Linked DNA regions of Zea mays: all the other regions are linked to region 1. The links are chromatin contacts, called in public Hi-C maps. All regions are on one chromosome and are shown on one strand. Each heading gives the region's core, a stretch centred on a gene start, on an enhancer-like site or on the middle of the called end of the contact. The rest is flanking DNA. Distances are from core to core; before and after follow the strand shown. Region 1 holds the start of LOC103637688 (disease resistance protein RPM1). Region 2 holds the start of LOC103637686 (probable methyltransferase PMT2). Region 3 holds the start of LOC100284460 (tetraspanin family protein).

The links. Hi-C and Micro-C count contacts between places; a contact is called where the count stands out from the background.
Region 2: a Hi-C map of leaf shows a contact between it and region 1, with 6 times the contacts expected there. The contact joins the promoter of LOC103637686 here to the promoter of LOC103637688 in region 1. A contact is called at or near these places in 10 of 25 Hi-C or Micro-C datasets (ear, endosperm, leaf and 1 more).
Region 3: a Hi-C map of leaf shows a contact between it and region 1, with 6 times the contacts expected there. The contact joins the promoter of LOC100284460 here to the promoter of LOC103637688 in region 1. A contact is called at or near these places in 11 of 25 Hi-C or Micro-C datasets (bundle sheath, ear, endosperm and 3 more).

The regions. Positions count from the first base shown.
Region 1 is chr1:98,882,627-98,886,508 of Zm-B73-REFERENCE-NAM-5.0, reverse strand. LOC103637688 (disease resistance protein RPM1) reads right to left here and starts at 1,796. Exons shown (of 3, transcript XR_004855284.1): 1 at 1,523-1,796; 2 at 1-246.
Region 2 is chr1:98,427,006-98,430,887 of Zm-B73-REFERENCE-NAM-5.0, reverse strand. It overlaps LOC103637686 (probable methyltransferase PMT2), which reads right to left and starts at 2,257. Exons shown (of 7, transcript XM_008660316.4): 1 at 1,862-2,257; 2 at 159-804. The coding sequence starts at 800.
Region 3 is chr1:98,533,033-98,536,914 of Zm-B73-REFERENCE-NAM-5.0, reverse strand. It overlaps LOC100284460 (tetraspanin family protein), which reads right to left and starts at 1,866. Exons shown (of 7, transcript NM_001157355.1): 1 at 1,843-1,866; 2 at 1,439-1,724; 3 at 889-988; 4 at 394-474; 5 at 184-288. The coding sequence starts at 1,671.

The DNA of each region.
Region 1 (3,882 bases), core at 547-3,046:
TTGTTGTCAGTATCTTTGAATCTCTCAGCTCCTTGTAGAAAAGATTGCATGCTCTCCAATTCCTCCTTGATATCACGGATCTCACCAAAGAGCCTGCCAAGGGCTGAAGCTTCATGGTAGAGCTGTTTTGTGCCAAGCCTGCAAGCCTCTAAAAACAAGGCTGAACCAAGCTTCAGAATAAGGATGCCAACAACACCCTCTGCCATTGAACTGTTGGCTTCTTCTCAGTGTTGAAATGCATTGATCCTAAAAGGGAAAAAACAAAATGTTAAGGTGGATGCGCAGCCAACACAATGATTTACCAGAGACTCGAAAAATGAAAGAAATTATTTTTCCTCTGACGGACAAGCTGAAAGAGCAAAGTTTATAACAGCATGCCTAGGATCTGTTAGTGTACATGAACATACCCTACTCATAAGATAATCAGATGTCAGGTTCCTTTTAATTAGCATTAGGTGGACCCTTATAGAATACATATATATAATTGTATATGTAGGACAAAAGTAAAATATTGTCTCTACCTTTTATGTACTCTTATCGAACTGATGGTTCAATTTCTTTGGTGCCCCTAACTGCATCACACCCTGTTTTGACAAGCACATGACAACTTATTCTATAATTATGCAAAAAAATAAAAATAGACATTACTTCTGTAGTGCACATATAAGGCTATGCCTAGCTGTAAATTTTAGGATCCACAACTTTACCTATTGAAAACTAGAATGGTGAAGGTGTACATGAAAACGAAGCATAATGTGTTACAAATTAGCTAGTACACGACTGCACATATACTAATTTATGGATCCAAGGAAAGTTTAGAACTTATCATGCCCGAATGCAGTAATCACAAATTTGATGAATAGGGTGGGATCCTAGATGACATTCCCTCGTTCTGAAGTTGTATGAAATCAAGTTCCAAAGTTTGGCCTCTACCTTTTCTTCTAATATAACTATAAATATAGAAAATGTGAATTTTTATGAAACTATTTTTAAAGAGAATTCTGCTCTTTCAAACATTGAAGCTCAATATATAAAAAAGTAAATAATAGTTAAAGTTTGGAGTGGTTGACATTAGACAACCATAAACATCACTTTTTGTGGTTGGACTTGGAGGGAATGGTCATCGAATATTTCATGAGCTTGGTAAATTGTACACCTAGCTACAAGGCTACATACAACTTAATGAACACAAGAAACAGTAAGTTAGCAAGTTCCGAGTTTCCTCTCTTATTCAGCATGATTGGAAAAAGGGAGAACTTCATAAGCGACAGTCCACCAACTCACCAAGAAAAAAGAAGAGTTGGTTTAGCTATGCTATTGTAAATCCGAGTTTTTTTAGTTTAAACTGACCCTTCAATTTCCCAAAAATTAGCACAATGCTATAAATCCTAGAAGATGACGTTGGATCTTGGAGCCAGTCCAACCATTCAATAAGCTTTAAGCTAACAGCTGAATACGGATTGTGTTTCTATATGGTCTTTAAGCTTGGAGGGGATCTGAGAGGGGTTACAAAGGAACTCACCGCATCCAATAGAAACCAAGCGCCAGGAGCGGCTCCGATCAGTAACTGAGGTCGAGGTGATACCCTTGCTCTGGATTCTGGAATTCGGCGAGGGATTGTCGGGGGCTCGGGTCGCTGAAGTACGAGTCAAAGTCCACAAGCAGATGTTAGACACCGTGTAAGGGCAATGCAGCACTAAAATTCTCTTCTTTATTTTTAAATAAGGAGATTTTAACCCTTCAACCACCTCCGTTTTTTCCCAAACTAGTCCTATGTGTGGGTTGACACCACTGCCCTCGGTCCATTAGGTTAAGATTCCAAGTCTATTTATATGTAACCACTCTATACAAACAGTCTACACAACCTTACATAGTATCAGGGTTAGATTTTTCTCCCTCACTTCTCCCAACTCCCAGCCGTCAGCACCCAGTCCGGCCACCATCACAGCCATCACCGTCCTTGGTGGTCACTTGTTCTCAAATACTGTGAGTTAAGAACAAGGAAACACAATTATTAATCATAAAAAACCTTTGTACTTCGAGGCATTATCTCCTTACAACTATAATGTCTTTCAGACGAAGGTGGAGAAGGACGTACCTTCATCATACTAATACAAGGATAAGAATACGAAGGAATAAGTGTGATAACCATATCTTAATTCATTTATTCTTGCATTTTATAAAACATAAATAAATATCAACAATGTTAATATTACAATAATACCTTCGTCTTGCTCGGAGGTGAGGATGCGAGAAAGTGAATACAATCCAGCGTGAACAGTACGGTGCTACTGTTCATCTATTTATAGGCACGAGACGCAACCCGAGTGAAAATACATTTATACCCTTAACACTCATCTATGAACATAATATGAAATATTAGGGATTAAGTAGTCTTTGTCCCTTCTCGTCCATCATCGTACTTGGTCTTCGTCATCACTTCAAGTCGAAGCTTTTTGGCTATAGTTTCGTCGTCCAATTTCATCACCTTCGGATTGTATTTCCATCTTGTCATAAGAGAAAACCTTCATCCGAAGCCGAAGCTCCACTATGAAATAACCCATGTCACACTAGAAACATATGATTAGTCGTGTTTTTGAGGACCTTCGGAGGAAGAAGGCCCCCAACAGTAGCCCCTCGCTATATTAATTTGTTTCTTTGTGACAAATTTAGACTGCGACGTGAACGAAGGCCTTTAGCCGAAGGTCTAAAAAAACACCTTCCCTTCGCTAGAATAGCAAATGACACTGACATGCAGGACCCACCAAACCGTGGGGCGCTGGACATATAAATAGGAGCTTGTATTGAAAGCATTTCTTATGCCATTTCAGTTGCTTGCATTGTGCTTGTCGTTTTAAACTTTCTTGCTTTGTCGAGTTTAATTGAATTTCAAGCTTCGACATTCCAACGACCATCGTCTTAATGGCTGACGAGAAGAAGATTGTTGACCCGACGCTGTCCAAGTTTTATGAAGCTATGGAAAAAACCAACGCAGAGAAGATTGCACATGAGATGTTAGCTGGAATATCTGAAGGTTCCAGTGATAGTGAAAGCTTTGATGTAGAAAGCGGGAATGAAGATGCCGAAGATCGGCCCTGGAGACCAAGCCATGTTGTCTTCAGGAAATCAACTATCAAGCAAGGGAAAATTGATGCAATGAGGGGAAGGTACTTCCGTGATATCTCAATTGTGAGGTCTGGAGGGGAAAATAATGTCCCTCTGCCCGAAGCCGATGAGGTAGTAGTTTATAGAAGCCTCATGAAGGCAGGGCTTCGGTTCCCTCTGGATAAATTGCTGGTCGAGGTCCTAAAAACTTTTGAGATTTACCTTCATCAGCTTACTCCCGAAGCTATCATCAAGATGGGGATCTTTATATGGGCCATGAGGAGCCAGGGATTGGAACCAGATGCAAAATGTTTCTGTAACATCCATGAGCTATCTTATGAGACGAAGGCTACCAGAAAGGAACAATATCACAACAACTTCGGTTGCTACAACATCGAGACTCGCTCTAGGGTAAGCTACCCAGTTCTGACATATCGGAAGAGATGGCCGGGGGCCTAGATGCAGGAGTGGTTCTACGTGAAAAATGATATGGTTGAGAGAGAGAGAGGATATTAAGGGGATTATTCAACGTCCTATATGGTCTCGCTTCGACATTAGGAGGCCATCCATTGCCCTTGGGAATGATACACAAGCATGTCAGTCTACTTTTAATACACTATGTACTTACATAGGCACCAGAGACTTAGTTGAGGAGCACATTGCTTATAGAGTGTGGCCACTCGCAAGTGAGTGGGAGATGCAGAAGGATGCTGCTGCTGGGTCTAGCCAAGGTAGTTTAATCTATATGAAGTACACGTTCAAATATAGGAGTCAGTT
Region 2 (3,882 bases), core at 1,008-3,507, 460 kb after region 1:
TGGATGGATCAAAGTAATTAAGGCTAGTTTACAAGAAAATGAAGATAAGTCTTACTAAAAAGATCAATATCTAAATGCCTTGGAACTATAAACTATGAAGTATATAAGACACATCTTAAAGGGAGTAAAATATAACAAGATCTGGTGAGAGAGCATACCCCACATCCAGTATCAAGTGCAGTTCTGATAGTGCCATCAGCGAGTGGGATGATGGATGCAAGTTCATCAAGGTAAGCATTCGCTCCATTGGGAAACATTGTTCCTCCTCCTGGAAATTTGAACACATCTCCCTGATATTGGATCCAGTTCTGAACAGCTTTCTCAACTGTCAGACTCTTATACGGAGCATTTGCATATGGAACATAGTCACGGCTCTTGGGCCAAGAGAAAGGGGTGACATATCCTTTTGGTGCTGGGATGAGACAATGCAGTTTCTCATTCTCTACAGGACAATGCCTTTCTCTGTATGTCATGTTTTGTCTAGGAAAGGCCATTGCTCGGTTCTGGTCTTGACAAGGAGTATAGTCACTGTATCGGATGTGGCATGGCTCAATCATTTTATTGGACATGATCAATGGATTAGCGCCACTTATGGTATGATGGGTCTCAAAGTGCAAATTTGGCAAGATTGTACAGTCAGTTTCTTGGTTAACTCTCAGAGCTATGCTATCACCCCTTCCTGTCCCACTTTTCTGCCAAGCACCTAGTATGTAAAAGAAGCATGATAAACCCATCACAATTACTATCGTCATCGTGCTCCGCGTTCTACGGTCACCTGGATTCATTCTTGAACCCCTCATGAACCTGAACATAGAAAATCGTTAAGCATCACTTCAAATGAATTGGATCATTGCAGTACACGGTGATCTTATGAACAAGGTATCACATAATAAGCTGGATGTTGAAAACATAAACAACAGATTAATCAAATAGAGTATAGACTAACTAAGATCTGAATTTTAGGTGAAGGATAATTCCTTTGGCTTTGATATTGTTCCAACAGACTGGAGCTCATAACAAATTGCTGAATTAGAATATTAGTGTGAGATGCGAGTTTCTCATGAATCTGAATTTACCACAGGAAAGTGATTAGTTATTCACTTCAAATATGGCATACGATTATCTTCTCAACAGGACATCAGCACTAATGAACTAGAATTCTAAAACACAGCTAAGAGATACTGAAAGGAAACATGAACTAAGTACTGGATTTGATTTACAAGTGAGGGATGATCCCTTTGACTTTAAACTTGTTCCAACAGAATGGATGAAATTAGATTAATAAAGTAGTGAACTAGATTAGCATACTAATATACTATTGAGTATTGAAGGAATATTATCAGGTGGAAATTTGAGATTCTGACCCCCGTGTATGCTAAAGTTCCAATAGAGAAACTTCCTTCTGTGAAGATAAATGATAAACTACCCAGCCAGCGTGCCAGTCCTGAGAACAAGTTTATTAACACTCAGATATGTGCATCAACCTCAATCATGTGACTATGCCTAACCATTTCAGATCCCTGCCTGATTTGTTTATTAGTGTGAAGCTTTGAGCAAATCTAAGTCCATGAAATTAGAATTGGAGGTAAATAAGCACAGATTGCCGACAATTGTTCGGTTTGTGATCGATCCCAACACGATCCCAGGTGGAACGGCAACAAGGGAGCAGGAACAGTTGCTCCTGAACTACAGCTGAGGACTGAGCAACTATGCTAGGCAACCATTACAATCCCCAACCTCACGCAACGCGCCTGGCGTCCTGATTCCACGACTCCACTGCGGTGGACCAAATCAACAACGTAATAAAAACGAGGTGAATCGTAGAAACAACAACCGAGCTACCTAGGAGTCTAGGACCCACCGCCGAGGCCGAAGGCAACCGAAACGAACGGGATCGATTTCAAAATGGAGCGGCGCAGGAGGAGGAAGCAAATCTCCCTCCCTCCCTCCCTCTGTGTGTGTGTCTCTCTCTCTCTCTCTTCAAGGAAGACGGCGGGGGCGGTTCAGCAACGCAGGAATGGCTCGAGCTCGCCGTGGCGGAGGCAGCTTCGAGTTCGCCTCGGCGGCGGGGGCGGTGACGGCTTCAAGCTCGCAGCCGCTGCGCCGGGCGGAGAGGGCGCGGGCCTCGGGGTTGAGTTGGGTTCGGAAATTGGTGGGGTTGGTCGCTGCCGCCTGCCGGCGCAGCGGCTTTGACCTTATTATTTTTTAATCGCGCGCTGCTGCAGCAGCAGCGTCACGGAATGGAGAGCGCCAGAGCGGGGCGTCGAGACAAGACAAGGAAGGCCACAAGGCATGTCAGGCTGTCTCATTTTGTTTTTAGACCATGTTCATCAATCTATCAATCTATCTATAGTTTATCTAAAACACTGTTTTTATTATTCTATTATGTAGACTGCACTATTTACATAATAGAGTTTAAATATAGGTATAGAGATGAGTAACCTGCTAGAGATAGTTAGGATAAATTATTAAGAACGAGTGTGTCAAACTCCATGTTTTCTGACCTTGTTTTTTACTCTCAATAATTGCTGCCATAAAGTAAGAGTTATCCACCTATCTACTACGAATATCAATGGCATGACAAGCATTAGTCCAAGCCCTACCAAGAATCTCTCTTGACCTTGTATCCTTACTCGTCCATGGACCAGTGTCTATCCTTTGTTAACGTGGTCCACAGCTTACACCAAGACTGTAATCTTTAACCTGCTCTAGAACTTGTGACCGAGTCCTTCTAAACATCTTAGGCAGTGGGCCAGATCCTTGCGGTGCCCGCTAACTCGACCTAGATCCACCATCCCTATCATACTATGCACCAGCTTTTTGACTGAACTCATGCTCCTCTCGAGAGTCGAGACTGATGTAGTGCAGACTGAAGTTCAGCATCATAATCATCATCTTGTTCTTCGGCATAATGAGTTCTTACTTCTTCATTTGCACATTGCCTCTGCTGAATCCTCTGCCTCTTCTTTTCCTTTGTCTTGTCTAGCTCACGAGTAAAGAATTTCTTTATTTCAAGAGGAACGAATGGATAATTCATGGCATCCTTCTTTTGATGTGCTAAATGCTCCATGAAACAAGTAGCACTGCCACCATTTTTCCCTTCATGACAATACTTGCATTTCAAATCTTGACCAATCTTCTCTCCATCCTCCCACACTATGTCTGGCATTTTACCTACAACAATGTAAATAATTATAAAAACCTACAAACATTTAACAATACAACTAAGAACTGCATTTGAAATACCTATATACCTCATGAAGCTTTCTAAGTAATATAACAACAGCAACAAACTAACTCCATTGCCAATATATGAGCTAATATCAACCTACTTTCTCGGTCATGTAACAATTATAGCACAAATATGCACTAACAACTAACTATTTAACCATGCATGCATAACTAATACACACGAGAGCGCAAACATAAGTGTCACAAGAAAACAGCTCAAAACAGCACTTGGATCTCACTAGAATCATTAAACTACGTCATCGCAAAATGTCGGAGTTGTGTATGCTCTTGGAGTGATTGGAGTTTTCTGAAGGAGGTCACCATAGGGGTCCTTTCATAGCCCCAAAAGGCCCGATAGCCGTAGCTCCATGAAAAAACATGGCAAAAACCAGCTCTGCCCGGGGCACCGGAGCAATCTGGCGCGCCACGAGACTGGGTCCACGTCCCTCGAGTCCGGGATCCTGATTGGTGGTTTCTTGATCTGGGAGGCACTAGTAAAAGGAAAATGGACCTAATCATTTTCTATAATCGATTTTGGTGGCTGACGTCCAACACAAACCATGTGGACTAACTAGTTTGTCTAGATATCATTTATCTCAGGTGCTTAAGGTTCAACACAAACCAAGAAAGAAATTCAGTTAGGGACACAAT
Region 3 (3,882 bases), core at 617-3,116, 350 kb after region 1:
CCATACTATACTAACAGGGGCCGAGGATGGGATTTAGAGTTGAAAGCATTTGCATGAATATTAGGAACTTATGGAGTAGAAGTTGAAGAAGCAAATACAGTGGCATTGGAAGCATAAGTGTAATATGAGGATCCTTTGAGTTTAGTTAAGATCAAAGGATGTAAGATTAGTCTTGTCTCCTACCTCAAAAACAACAACGCCAAGAGCAACCCATCTTGCAATCTCCCAGTTTTTCTTCAGAAAGCCATACATAACATCAAAGTTATGTGTCTTGTCCACTGGAATTACCTGCAAAAGAAGTCAATGGATAACTACAGCTAGTCAAGGAAATGATAAGACAAGTTACACTGTAGTAGTTTAGTTCCCAAGACAAGCACCAAACAGAATACTCACATCTTTCCAGCTATGGTCAAAGAAAATGAATGCAGCAGCTCCAGCTTCAGCAAGGATCAACAATATGACCAAGAAGGCATACTTTTTTATAAGTCAAAGGAAACAAGCATGAATTAATAGTGTGATCTTATATCATTATAAAAAGTCAAATAACTACCTTTGACAAAATATCATGGGGCTGCAGAAATAGTTAAAATATTATTGCCTCTGCTACTGCTGTTCTATAAGATTGGCGTTTCAGAGTAGTACAGAAACAAAATTTGTTGGTTTAGCAGGTTCAGATACTAATAGCCCGTCTGGATTTAATGTGCAGCATAATTCCAAGTACTACCTCCGTTTTAAAATATTTGTCGTCCGTTAGTTTATTTTTGAACTAAACCGCGACAAATAAAAAAGAACGGAGGGAGTACTTTTTAGTGTATTGTGTATGACAAATGGAATATTCTTTAGAGAGGACAACAGAATGATGTCTAAGAGGCACATTAAAAAGGATACGAAACACAAACAGCAGGTGTTTCTTGTCCCTGCTCCAATGCAGCCAAACAGAGACACGAGGAAAACAGTAGCACCAACACCAATGAACAAATAAATAAACCTGCAGGGAACAGAGGCGATTCCATGTCAAACACAACCGTTTTGGCAGTAAGAACAAACAAATAACAAACCCATAATTGCCAAACTAAAGAACCAATGGTTCCGACTGGAGACTTGGAACAATTCAAATCCACATAGAATTTACTGCCTGACTAACAAGCTCATCGATCCGAAGGCGAATAACAAATGCTACATCAAACTGCAATTTGCAACTGAGAGTTTTGGCTATCATAACATCATTGCATATTTCAAACATTCGCCTCTTAATCATCCACTACATGGAAAATTAAAGTAACACTTGTCCTATTCACAATTGTGATTGCCACCCCTACTAAGCAAACCTCGCAGTTCCTCACAACCCAAAATCCTAATCAGTCGCGAGATCACATGGACGAAACCAACGTTGATACATCAGAAACAAAAAGGGTGCATGAGCAAGCAACCATCTCACCATGCTTTGGGTAGCATGTCGAGGAAGCTGTCACCGAGAGCGACAGCCCCCAACAACGGCCGGCCGGAGACCAGCACCTCCGCCGTCAACCCCCCGCTGCTGCCGTCCTCAGATATCTTCATCCACTCGACGAGCAGGTAGATCCCGTAGCCGACCATGGCGAGGCCGGCGACGGTGAGGATGAAGTTGAGCAGCCTGAGCAGGCACTCGAAGAAGCCCCGGCACGCCGCCATCTGCCGCCCTCCTCCCCTCCCTCCGCCACCGATCAATCGATCGATATACCAATCTACCAAGTCCAAAAAAACGCTCCGATTCTCAGGGGAATTCCAACTAATACCGCCCGAATCGCGCCGAATTTCCCGCGGTGGGTGAGGGGAAGAAGGACAGGAGGACGGGTTGATTACCTGGCGATGCTTCGCCTGCCGTTCTTCTTCCGTTTATAATTCTTTTTTAGTTTTTTGCGCGTGAATAAACTAAAAATCACTCGGCTGGATTGGGGCAAAGGAGGCGGTGGAGTTGGAGTGGACGAGGGACCCACCAGGTGGCGCGAGGAGTGCCGTTGCCTGAGGCAGTGGACGGAGCAGATCGGTTGGGCTGGCTGCATTAGGAATTTGAGCTGGAGTTATTTTTTTATCGCATCGGCGGCCATGCTGACGGTGTACGCGCGGGGACGGTTGCGCTGGCCGGTAGTGCTCGCCATTATCCCCGTGCGCAGTGGATATGCGCTGGCGGTCGGGTCACTTGAAAGGTCTGAACTGCCCTCTCATGGGCCGCCTCCGCAATTCGAGATGGCAAATGACATCGGTATATTGGCATGTGTTGCTGTTGTTATCGTTAGGCGAAGGGTTTGTTTGGTTGTTGGGAGTGAAAAAAAGCTAGTTTACGCTCTGAGCTATTAAAAAGCTAAAAATTATTTAGTGTAAATCATAAAAAACCACTAAAAGTTCATATATATATTCACAGTTTTATTTGAAAGTCATTAAGGGTACGTTTGGTTGCAGGACAGCAAGAACAGGGATGTCCCTTGGCGTACTCTCTCGTCCCTCCAATTTTGAAAGATAATTGGGGACAACACTAGATAGTCATGTTCCAACCTTTGACCTTGAACCAAACAATCTTATTTGAGGGATCGTCTCATCTCATTGTCTTGTCATTGCAATCAAACACATCCTAAAGGTAGGTCTAGAGGTGCTTTCAGTTTTAAACTGCGAGAGAGTCGGCTTCTAGAAAAAACTGATTCTGGATCCAGCCATTTGGCACGGCTTTTGGCTTTTGGGCAAAAGTAAAAGCCAAAATCCAAACAAAACACATCATAAGTTTGACCTGTTAGGGCACGTACAACCTAAATATTATTTTTGGTTATTTAAGCATTAGATATACTCGTTCATACAACTCAATATATCTAAGTCTTGTATCTTATTTACGAACATCTCAAGAAATGATTCATTTATGTGGGTTGTATGAGTGTAACCATATCTTAGACTCAAAAACTGTGCTAGAGACGTTCCTTTACTAAGATACATTTTTTGTGTTTTAAACTTATTCATTTAAATACCCCTTAAGATACAGACCATTTATGTGGTTGTACATAGGATCATTCCTAGCATTTTAGGGGCACTGAACGAAAACTACCATAGAGGCCTCTTAAATTGTTATCATTGATATTGGCATCAACATTTTTCTCTTCTTCAGAAAATCTCAATAGCGGGTTCTTCTTTCTCCACAACAACTACCGCTAGCTCATTATTTGGGTTAGTTAAAGCATAGAGATTACTGGTCATAAATATATCCATAGCTCATCTCACTGTTTCTATGAACCTATCCACCTGTTATTTTTTTTGTTTTTTCTAAAAGATAGATACTTTTTGATGACTTGATATCACAAATCATTTGGCCTTTTTAATCATTTAATACCGGTGTAAGATAAAGTTTGAGACAAAAATGTAGACTTTAGAACCCTCTATAAAATATATCAATAATCAATCATTAGTCTATAAGATTAAAAAACTCACATGTATAATACAAAGACTACTACACTATATACTATGACTACAGACATCTAACGAACAACGAGAGGCTAGAGAGATTGCGTGAATCATCTGATATATGATGTCGTGATCACATCGTACGTAAAGATTGAAGAACTCAATTACGATTTAGTGTCAGATGATCTAGAGTTACGGGGACATTATCAGCGTCGACGAGATTGGGGCATCGAGGCCATGAGGACGGCGTTGCGTCACTTTAGAAGTATGCGATGAATTTTTTTATTTTGCGGCGACATCATCCTCGTCGATTCGTTTCTCAGGTTTTCTAATAAGATGCAGCTAGCTAATAGATTGTCGAATGATAACTGAGAGCACCTAGAGGGGGGGTGAATAGGTGATTCTGTAAAACTTGAACTTATAGCCACAAAAACTCGTTAAGTGTTAGCACAATAATTG